2 separate regions of the Zea mays genome follow, and region 1 is linked to region 2. A link is a contact called in public Hi-C data. All regions are on one chromosome and are shown on one strand. Each heading gives the region's core, a stretch centred on a gene start, on an enhancer-like site or on the middle of the called end of the contact. The rest is flanking DNA. Distances are from core to core; before and after follow the strand shown. Region 1 holds the start of LOC100280181. Region 2 holds the start of LOC100272400.

Evidence for each region. A called contact is a pair of places that touch in the nucleus more often than the background predicts.
Region 1: a Hi-C map of endosperm shows a contact between it and region 2, with 2.5 times the contacts expected there. The contact joins the promoter of LOC100280181 here to the promoter of LOC100272400 in region 2. A contact is called at or near these places in 2 of 25 Hi-C or Micro-C datasets (ear and endosperm).

Annotation. Positions count from the first base shown.
Region 1 is chr3:38,829,658-38,834,870 of Zm-B73-REFERENCE-NAM-5.0, forward strand. It overlaps LOC100280181, which reads left to right and starts at 1,341. Exons shown (of 2, transcript NM_001153113.2): 1 at 1,341-2,480. The coding sequence starts at 1,467.
Region 2 is chr3:38,465,068-38,470,751 of Zm-B73-REFERENCE-NAM-5.0, forward strand. LOC100272400 reads right to left here and starts at 1,372. Exons shown (of 7, transcript NM_001146880.1): 1 at 1,054-1,372; 2 at 751-954; 3 at 185-240. The coding sequence starts at 1,272.

The DNA.
Region 1 (5,213 bases), core at 91-2,590, 360 kb after region 2:
CTACTGTTCATTGTCCAGTGTGTGCCACGTCAGCCGACCGTTGGGGTTTGGAGCCGTTGACCATTGAAGTCATCTGTCGTTTTGTTGCACCGGACAGTCCGGTGCGACCTGACATCGCAGACTGTCTTCTGACGTTCTGAACCCGTAGCAGTCGTGGCAGTCGACCGCTGGCGAAGATGACCGTTGCTCGTGGGCTTACCAGACAGTCCGGTGATTTTTAGCCGAGGAGCGCTTTGATTTCACGAGAGAGGACAGTTCGCTGAGTGCTCCAACCTTGGCACCGGACACTATCTGGTGTGCACCAGATAGTCCGGTGCACCTCAGGCTGCAGCAAGTTTGTTTTGCTCCAAACTTGTAGAATTGCCCCAAGGTCATTTTCTTTGTATGTATATATGAACTTTATGCACCTGAGAAAATATCAACTAGACAAACTAGTTAGTCCATATGGTTTGTGATGGTCGTCAAACACCAAAATCGATTATAGGAAATGTTTGAGGCCATTTCCCTTTCAGTGGCTATCGAGTCTTAAAACCTAGAGACCAAATTGAGTTAGATAGCAAGTAACTATATTTAACAAGTCCGTTTAGAGAATTATTGGAGAGTAATTTTCTGTCCACTTCTTACATGTAAAATTTAGTAAGTTGTTTAGAGAACAATTGGAGAAGCTCTAAAGGAACTAAACATGAACTTAGAAAATTTTGGTCCGACAAGAAACTGAAACTGGTAGGAAGGATTTTCTATTATTAGTGTCAAGGAAATTTCCCTTTTGCGAAGATTAAGGCCCATGTTTATTTTCCTCCTAGATTACGTAAGTTAGATTACGATGAAAAGGTAGTAAGGTAAAATATCACTTTGAGATTACAAATAAGCTGAAATAAGCCAACATTTAAGTTGAAATAAGCTACCTAATGCTAGCTTATTTAAGTTTATTGTATTCCTAAAGTGATATTTTATCCTCCTACATTTTCATCATAATCCAACTTATATAATCTATTAGGAAAATAAGGGCTGTTTTCCGTACTAGATTATACAAGTTAGATTATGATGAAAAGATAGAAGGATAAAATATCACTTTAGTACTATAAATAAGCTGAAATAAGATAGCATTATGTAGTAAAGAAACAAATAGAGCCTAAACGCACCCTAAAAACACGGATATTTCCTGGAATGAACAATGAATAATCCACAGAAAACCGGCTTGATCTGATCTGGCCATATTGAGCGTCCCCACCCCACCACGTTGGTTTGAGCCGTTGAGGCCTCAACAGGGAGGAACTGCCAGCCAGACGAGACGATCCTACCTGACAGGGCAGCCGAAGAAGCGCCGCGCCGTTTCGGTTCGGCGCGTGCGTGGTTCGTCTTCCCCTGCACTGCCCGCTCCCCCAAACTTCCCCAGCATTTCGCATTCGGATTTCCCCCCCTCGACTCCACCCCGAACCCCAACCGCCTCCGCAGCCCTCCGTCCCATGGCGTCCCCCTCCTTCGCCGCTGCGGCCACCAGCCCCGCCTCCTCCCCACTAACCCTAGACGCCATCCCCCTCGCCTCCCGCCCCGCACCCGGAGCCGCCGCCGCCCAGCGCAAGCGGTCGGTCTTCCTCCTCAACCACCGTCCGCACCCGGTCTCCCCTACGCCCCCGCTCCAACCAACCGCCGCCGCGTCCGCTCAGCACGCACGCCGAAAAAAGACCTCTCACCCGCCCCGGCCGCGGTGGCAGACCGTGCTCAGCATCGCCGCCAAGAACGCGGCTCTCCTCGCCGCGCTGCTCTATCTCGGGGACCTCGCCTGGCGCTGGTCCCACCCGCCCCCGCCCTCGCCGCCGCCCGACCGCGCCGCGCTCGAGGGCTACGCCGCCCGCGTCGACGAGGTGGAGGCCTCCCTCACCCGCACCTTCCGGATGATCCAGGTGCAACTCGAGGCCGTAGATCGCAAGATCGACGGCGAGGTCGGCGCCGCCAGGGGCGACCTTCTCGCTCTGCTGGAGGATAAGCGGCTCGCGCTCGAGCGCCAACTCACCCGGCTTGACGCGAGGGCCGGTGAGCTCGGCGACGCGCTGGCCGGGCTCAAGCGGATGGAGTTCCTCCGGAAGGACGAGTTTGAGAAGTTCTGGGACGAGGTGAAGGGGAGCCTTGGCTCGAGTTCGGAGAGCGAGGTTGATCTGGACCAGGTTCGTGCCTTAGCCAGGGAGATCGTCATGAGGGAGATTGAGAAACATGCCGCAGATGGGATCGGCAGGGTTGACTACGCCGTTGCCTCAGGCGGGGGAAGGGTTGTCCGGCATTCGGAGGCCTATGTGCCTAAACGTGGTTTCATGGTTTGGATGTCTGGAGTTGACGTGGGGCCTAAGCCAGAGAAGATGCTTCAACCGAGCTTTGGGGAACCTGGACAGTGCTTTGCTTTGCAGGGTAGCAATGGGTTTGTTGAGGTCAAGCTCAAGTCAGGGATAATTCCTGAGGCAGTAACGCTTGAGCATGTGTCCAAGGTAAGGATTTTGGCCACACAACATTTTAGTATTGCAAGGCTATGTGCTTGATTTTGTCTGCTATACATATTAAGGTGTGGATAAATCTTTCTAAGTAGGAATGTAAGTTTAGAGTACTTTCTTGATGGGATTATCACATTATGTTTGTAGCATTGAATTACATTGTATTCTATTGCAGATAGAATCCCCTTGAATTATGTTTCATGATGACCATTCTAGAATCAGTTTGTAATTATTATTCAATGTTTTATGATCATCATCATTACATTCATAAGCCAATAAAGTAAGAACGAATCATTTTTTTTGCATGTATGCTTGTGCTAAGAAGTTCTCTTTCTGGTGCATCCTTACTGGAACTGAACAAGGCTGACTCTTCCAAACCATGTATTAATATGAAGCTGTTGTGTGTTCTTGAATTTGCTTGCTATCCTTTCCATCTTGGTAAACAACACTTGTTATTTTCATCTGTTAAGGTTTTTGAATTGAGAAGGGGGGCAGGCTTGGTACAATGAGAGCTGTCTCACTAAGTCACTGTTTCGAAGCAGCCTGGTGAGAGTTGTCTCACTAAGTCACTGTTTCAAAGCAGCATCTCCATGTTTGCAGGAGAAGGCTTGCCCCCACTCATGTGTGGATCCTGCGGCACTGGATTTGCCTTTTCTTTAAAGGTTTTGAATTGATACTGATTAAGATCTAGTCCAATGCATTTTATTAAATAACTGAGAAGTGGGAAATTGGTCTGTCACATCTGTGAGTCATTTGTCAGACTTGAAGTGAAGTGCATTGCTACTTTTCCTGTTGAGAAAATTATGAAATAGTACTACTCTACCTGTTTTCTCTTTGTTCTCAATCTTGCAATGATTTTGATAATTCCAATTAGTTCTCGAATGGATGACTAGATTTAGTAAAGAGAACATGTGTGTAGTACAATAATCGTTCCAGATCATGATCTTATATTAGTATTGGTAATGTGCTAATTGAATACTTACTGTTTGAACTTCGAAACCTGGGTACTTTTGTATTAGGTTGACAGTTTTTATTGGTAACTGTTCTGGCAAATGAACTTGTACTGATAGATTAGTATTGAAGGTGTCGTAATAGGAAGAGAACTTCATTTATCTTTGAATAATTTCCTTTTTATGTTGTAAATTTTGATCTTTGAGAACTATCCATTTCCAAGCTCTTCCAGACTGTATGCCAAATGACAGCTTTATGATTTGTTTTCTCTTGATTGTTGATTCTTTTGAGTGAAATTTGGCTCTCATGTCCTGTCAACTGTTACTGCCATGTTCATGGTTTTTAAAGCGGTAAGGCGGTCCATGGTGTTGGACCACCGCCTGGACGCCTAGGCGAGGTAGGCGGGCAAGGCGCCTAGGCGTTAGACCAACGCCCGGACGCCTAGGCGTTGCCTAGGCGACGCCTTAAGAACAGTGGCCATGTTAAAAAAAACCTTTTTATGCCTCCTAACTGGGTACGATTGTAGCATCTGAACATGTGCGCGAACACACACTCACATGCACACCCCCTACACACATCAAGACCTACAACTGCACGCAGCTTGATGATCGTGTCCCTAGTGAGATTGACAGAGAGACACAAGGCTATGTAGATGATGCGCACGTCGTTCTGATCATTGTGGCACCATGCGAGGAGGCAATGGAAATTATTTTGGGGCATGCCCTGGTGAGACACCTGCTGTTATGGTCGCTAATCGGAGAGGGATTGGAGATGGGTATCGATGGGCAGGAACGTCGGTCGGAGGCCTTTGTTTAGGCCGAGCAAGAGGAGGGTTTCTCCCTTCTAATTCTTGCCTACTTTATTTCTCATCCATTGATTATTAAATAGGTCGGCTGGTCGTCCCTGTCTAGCTAGAGATCCTTATCTCCTTAAAATTCTCAAAAAAACTCTTAACAAACTAACTGGTAACCTTCCTAGATAATCTCAACTAATCTCCTAAATAATCTCAACTAATCTTCTAATCTTATCTCTAACTATCATTATCTAATCCCCCTTGGAGGGCCCATGGTTGCTGCTGCCGTAGCCCCTTCGTGGGCCTTCTTAGGCCATGACACTACACCCCTCCTGGACAAGCAGCTCGTCCTCGAGCTGCAACATGACGGGTGCTTAAAGACCAAGTCTACTTGACCCAAAATCAGACGCCTAGAAGACAAGCCTTTTACATCTCGGCTTATCTTATTATTCCGAATTTGTTTTTTTTGACCCCATAAGATAAGGCGAACACCCTCCGCGCATTGGACTTGCACGTGTGCAGCCACCTGGATCCCATGGACGCCATCTGGACGAAACAGGAGCACATGCACGAGCACCTGGAATAGGTCGCAACAATAACCAGTGGAAGCGCTCTCGTGGCGGCCGGTAGCGGAATGTGGTGGCACTAAACAGTGCGCCCTTGCCGATGACGAGGGGAGTGCATTCCCAACCGTCGCTGCCGTATAGTTGAAGTTCGTCGCCCGCGGAACACATACCATGCTCGCACTTGGAGATAGTGGCCCGGTGCCGTTGCTGATGGCTGACTGACAGGGCAAGGTCGTGGCCCCGTGTGTCGAGGTCAACCGTCACCAAGGCTGCCTCGAGCATCTGTCGGCGCATCTCTCGCACTCTCCGTAGTGCAAGGAAGCCACGAGCAACAGCCTGTATGCCCACAGCCGCCGACGTCTGGAGCTGTCGTGCAGACAACGCTAGCTGCTGCTGCTCATGTTGCATTGCTGCTTTGAT
Region 2 (5,684 bases), core at 122-2,621:
GTGCTTGCCAGGCAGACACAAAAACAGGCATGCTTCTTATAATGAGCTAACTACAATACAAGTTCACATCGAGAACATGTGGAAAGCATCAGCCAAGTCAAGTCAATAAGAGGGGTATCAGGAATAGAAATAGATTTGCAAGGAACAAGAAAGCAGTATAAATACATAGTATGTCAAATCTGACCTCATAGCATCATATACTGCAAGAGCTTCTGTCTCATAGCCTAACTTCTCGCCATTCTGAATGAGGGAGAAAGATGATATGAAGATTGGATTAGAGCAAGAATTAATCTGTGATTGTTAAGAGATACGTTCCTACAAAAAAAAATAGAAAACTCGGTGCTCTGTGGGTGAGAAAACAAATAAACTTACACATAGTCTAGGTGAACAAAACTAATGATTAAAGAACCAAAAATCCACAGGCTAAGATAAATTGATGCCCACTACACAAAGGTTTTTGGAGCCATAGGTCTGTCAAATAACCCAGGCATACTTTAAGCTCGTAGCCTTATCGTGTTTATTGTTTTCCTAGGTAGGTGTGTTTCCATTTTGGTTGTGAGCTCCGACCTACGTCCGCACTCATTTGACACAACCAAGTAATAATCGCCATAAGGATTTTTTTTTCCCGAACGCCCAGTAGAGTTGGGCATCATTGTATTAAGAAGGAAAAGGTCCAAAATTAAACCGAGTGAAAAAGTTATCATGGTCATAAGGAAATCAAGGAAAGGTGAATCAGAAGCAGCACCAAACCTTGGTGGTGCCAGTGGAATTGATGTACATGTAGATTGGCTTCTCGGCGTCGTCATACTGGAGGTAGAGAAACTCGGCGAGCATGAGCTCCGTGACCGACGGAACGAGGCACATCCCCAAGTACACGATCCGGTTCTTGTACAGGAACGAGGCCAAGTCCGGCGGTGGCTGCTCCCACGCGGCCCCCCTCAGGAACGGCACCACCTGCAGGCACCAACAACAGACAAAAACACCATTTAGGCGTTATCGCACTCCAGACACGCCAAATTCGCTCCCCAGAGCTCGGCCAAGCGCGGACCGTACCATCGCGACGACATCCCTGGCGCCGCGACCGCCGTCGACGGCGGGTTCTCGATGGGGGCTCAGGAACCGCGGCTTGGCGCCGGCGAGCGCGCGGGGGCGGGCAGCGAGGCGGAGCTGGGATGAGGGCGAGACGGGGAGGCAACGGGGCGGGGAGAAGAGTGTGCGGACGTCGAGGGCGACGCGGGGAGGGGACAAGAAGGCGGCGGCAGCTGCCTCCATGGCGAGGCGGCGGTGCGGACTGCGGAGGGGACTGGGAGTCTAGGAGCGGGCTCAGCTTGGAGGTGGCACCGGTCGGAGTGCGGATAAGCTCCCGCAGTCGATGATTTGGCCCGTAGACAACTATCGGCCTGGGCGCCTGGCGCGAGACGGATGAAGGCCCGTTTGTTTTTGTTTTTTTTTTCACTAAAGTTTAGTTACTAAAAAATTCTATTTGGTTTGATTGATTAGAATTTAACTAAAATACATTAATTACTGTGTATAATAACTATACTATCCTAAGTGCCAGTTTGGTAGGGCTTCTAAACCGGCTCCGACTTCGGCTCTTGGAGGAGCCCTCTAAGGACTAATTTGGTGACCATGGATCATGGGAAATTGGAGGGGGTTGAGGAGGAAATTAGTTCATTTCCCCCTCAATCCCCTCCAATCATCTCATGATCCCTTTGTCACTAAATCAGTCCTAAACGGTCTTTAAAAAATAACTCCCAATAAAGATCACTGAGTAGCTGGAGCCATTTTTAAGAGAGGAGTCGGAGCCAAAAAAATTGGCTCCTACCGACTCCTCTCATTCCCCTCCTCTCACGTCATGAAGAGTCGTTTTATCAAACGATTTGTTAAAAAAACATGGCTCCTATAGATGAGTTATTTTTGAAGAGAAGTTAGAGCCGGAGTCATTTTTAGAGGAGCCGGAGCCGTACCAAACAGGGTCTAAATAAATACATGCTCAGTTGTTGTTAGTCGTGTTCACACTAGCTGAACGCCCGCCACGCAGGGGTGTATCTAGCAGGTATGCCTGTATGATCGGGCATATCTCGCGTACTCAATGTATACATAGTCTACTAGTAACTGATGCGCGCCCCGCGCGCGTAGAAAACCAAATATAACATTCCCTTAAGAGACATGAAACTGGTTGTGAATCATAGAAATCTAATATCATCTTAAAAAACATTAAATGACCAGTTGTAAATTATACAGTTCAAAGTAACAACACATTAAATGACCATTTCGATAAAAAAATATTAAATGACCAGAGAATGAAAGGGTTACCCCAAATGCTGAAGACCATTTCCAAGATTAGCTAGGTCTGTTGTATCTGACAATGATATAAGTGCTTGCTTCACTTATATAGGTGTATAAATTTATACTTAGTCCATTGTTTTTTTTAGAATAGAGTAACCATGCAGATCCCAATCTGCGGGACTGCACCGGTCGATCTAAACAACCAGTTCCTCCTAAAGCCATATATTCATCCAATAAAGCACAGATCCGACACTCGCTTTGCTAAGCCAAAATCATAAAGCTTAAATTTCGAAAAGGTAATATGGTAAATCTTGCAGCTAGCTTAAGCCCAACAAACACGGCATTAGCGGCTCAGCAAAAGTACCTGCTCGGCGAGATGTGGCAGTCCGTGGCGTGAACCTGCTGGGGTCACACATGCATGTATATCGGCTTCCTGTCGCCGCCAGCAAGCTTCTCCTCTGTATTCTCCTTCTTCACCGCCTTCCCATACGGCCACAACCTTCTTCGAGAAGGGGATAGTGAGCTTAGAGAACTGCGTGGCGCGGTCCAAGAGGACACCGACGAAAGAAGCCCGGGCTCTGTCTCAGCCACTGGCGAGTAGCGATGGGAGTTCCCCAATGGCCCTCGCGGCAGCTAGAAGAGTCCAGAAGAATTTGGTGTAGGGTGAAGAATTCCGTGTGTTTGCCACCTGGCCGTTGAGATAGAATCGAATGGCCAAAAATTATTAAAGTGACGTGGCTCCACGGAATCACAGCTTTGCTCCCTGCTCTTATATATAGAAAGAATAGTAACTGGGCGCGCCCTTGGGCGCGATTTGTTGCCATTTGAGTAAGTCTTTTTGGTGCGATAGTAGATGTACTATTATAATAAATTGTATTATTAACTTGCATTGGGCTCAAAGTAATGGTGCTCAGTTTGCTACTTAATATTTTAATTGGGTAGTGAAAGCCCCAAACAGTTCTCACCTCTTTGCAACAGCTAGGGAAAGAAGAATACATCAGGTTTTTTTGGTGGGTGAGCTTTGCACTGGATATTTCCAATAAGAATCATTTTTCACAAAGGTCGGTAGTTACTTATGTCTATATATTCTGGTTGTTTGGACTTTGGAGACAGCTCTGAACTTCAGGTTCGTCAGGTCCATGAATGTCAACAATCAAAGAAATAAAATAAAATTTGTATCAAGAGTTGGACAAACAAAAAATACTTCAGGTACATAATGTGTCAGGATAAATGCTAACCAAAATTTAGGTACGCATCATATACAAAAGCACCAAATATGCTTATGATCATAAATTGGGAATGGATCTCCCATATATTTATGTATTCAGAAACATCATATCTTTAGTACTGCATGAGTGTACATAGAAGCCAATTAGTGGCATCCGCACTTTGGTGATCGCCAACCAATAGTAGTGGAGATTGTGTTATACCTTCCAAACAATCCTGTTAGATCTTGTGGTCATAATCACCTAATTAGTTGCACAATATTAAGCATGCGTTTATAGATTTTATATATCACCTATGTCGTCCTAGATCGATCCTTTAGTTTAGCCTGTACATTTCGGTCTTTGGACTACATGTCGACCTAGCAATCGTTCTTTTAGAGTTAAGAGGCATCTATCTTGATACTTAATAGAAGTTGTAAAAAATCAACAAAGCCTCGCCAACCCTTGGTCACAAAATAAGGCAAATTACACTATTAGATGTAAATTGTAAAAGTGTCAGCTTGTCACAATGTAACTTATCTCTGCTTTATTTGCTTGTACGTTGGTCTATCTTTGGCGACTTCTGCAATACGAACGACTCATCTTGACGCACATCAGACCTTCACTCGGGCCCCCTCGCCGTCGACGACAGTTGCTGCCAGCCAGGCACCGGCCGTACGACGACCGGATCCTTCCCCTCTGGCTTGGACGCGGGGCCTCGACTTCACCACCCTTGCCTCCGCTCGTGGCCTTTGCATGGCTGAAAAAAGCTCGAAGCCCCTGGTTCATGGTTTAATTCCCCCTGGTTCATGGTTGAATTATTTGTTTTCGAGCTTGAAGATGATTGACTGATGGATTACCTCTTGCTATAGCCGGATGCGACGTTGGGGCTCCAACAGCCGGAGGGGGACGACGGCGTCCGGGTGGGGCGCGGCGCGGCGCGGCGCGGTGAAGCTACGGGTGAGTGGCTGCGGCATGTGGAAGTTGAGCAGGACGCCAACGCCGTAGCTGCTGGTACAAAAGTTGTCCCCGTCGATGTCGCCGCTGCCGCTGACGCTGTCCCATTAACGCGCTGACGCCCTCCGATTGGGCCTCCTTGCTGTCGGCGGTAGCTGCAGCTGCTAACCGCCGGGCGCGGCCGTGCGACGTCCGGGTCCTTCTCTTCTATTTTGGCGCAGCCGCAGCTTTGGCCTCATTGTCGCCGCCTCTGCGGCTCCGTCGACGCCCATCTTGTGTGCCTTCACGTGACTTCTCGAAACCTCCAATTAGTTCCAGTTCCAGGTGCTAAGCGATGTGGCTGGTTGGGCAACAAAACGCAAACATCCTTTTAGCCCTGGAAAGTCGATCGGACGGCCGACAAAAAAAACAACGTGGGAACGCCATGTGCGAGCTTTCCTCCCGGCTCCAATTGTGGCCGTTCATACACGATCGAGTGGCTAGAAAAAAAAAGCTGACGTGGACATGCTCACGTCGCTTGTTTGCGTCCGCGTTTAATATATAGTAATATGTGTATAGAAAGGACGTTGCACTATCAATCTTGTAGATTGGGATTCTTTCAATCTTATGGCATCAAGACCTATCCGATAAAGTCTTGAGACGTGTAATTTGATGTAAAATAAAATTTTCAATTGATTTGATCAAATATATATGAAATTTTTAGATGGCATGCCCTATAATAAAATCTTAGATCCGCCACTGATGCCATGGTGCCTGCTCACGTACATTAATTGATGTTGTTGCTACTTTTAGCCTTTCGGCCCATCGACTCACTAGAGAACTAAAGGGGTGTTTGGTTCTAGGGACTACTTTTTAGTTCCTCTATTTTATTCTATTTTAGTATGTTTTAGTTTTCATATTTGGTAATTTAGAGACTAAAATGGAATAAGATGGAGAGACTAAAAATTAGTCCCTACAACCAAACACTCGCTAAAGGTCTGTTTGTTTCCCTAGTGCTAAAATTTAGCACTGCTTTAAATTTAGCACATGCTAAACTTTAGTACTTGATGGTTGTTTGGATAAAGTGCTAAACTTTAGCACTTGTCTAAAAGGATCGTACAACCAATGGTGGGGGAGAGAGAAAATGGTATCATTGCAAAATGGGGTTGGGACCACTTTTAGCACAATTTAGCGCCTTTGGAGTTAAAGTGCTAATGAGTGCTAAACTTTAGCACGACACTTTTAGCCACCTTG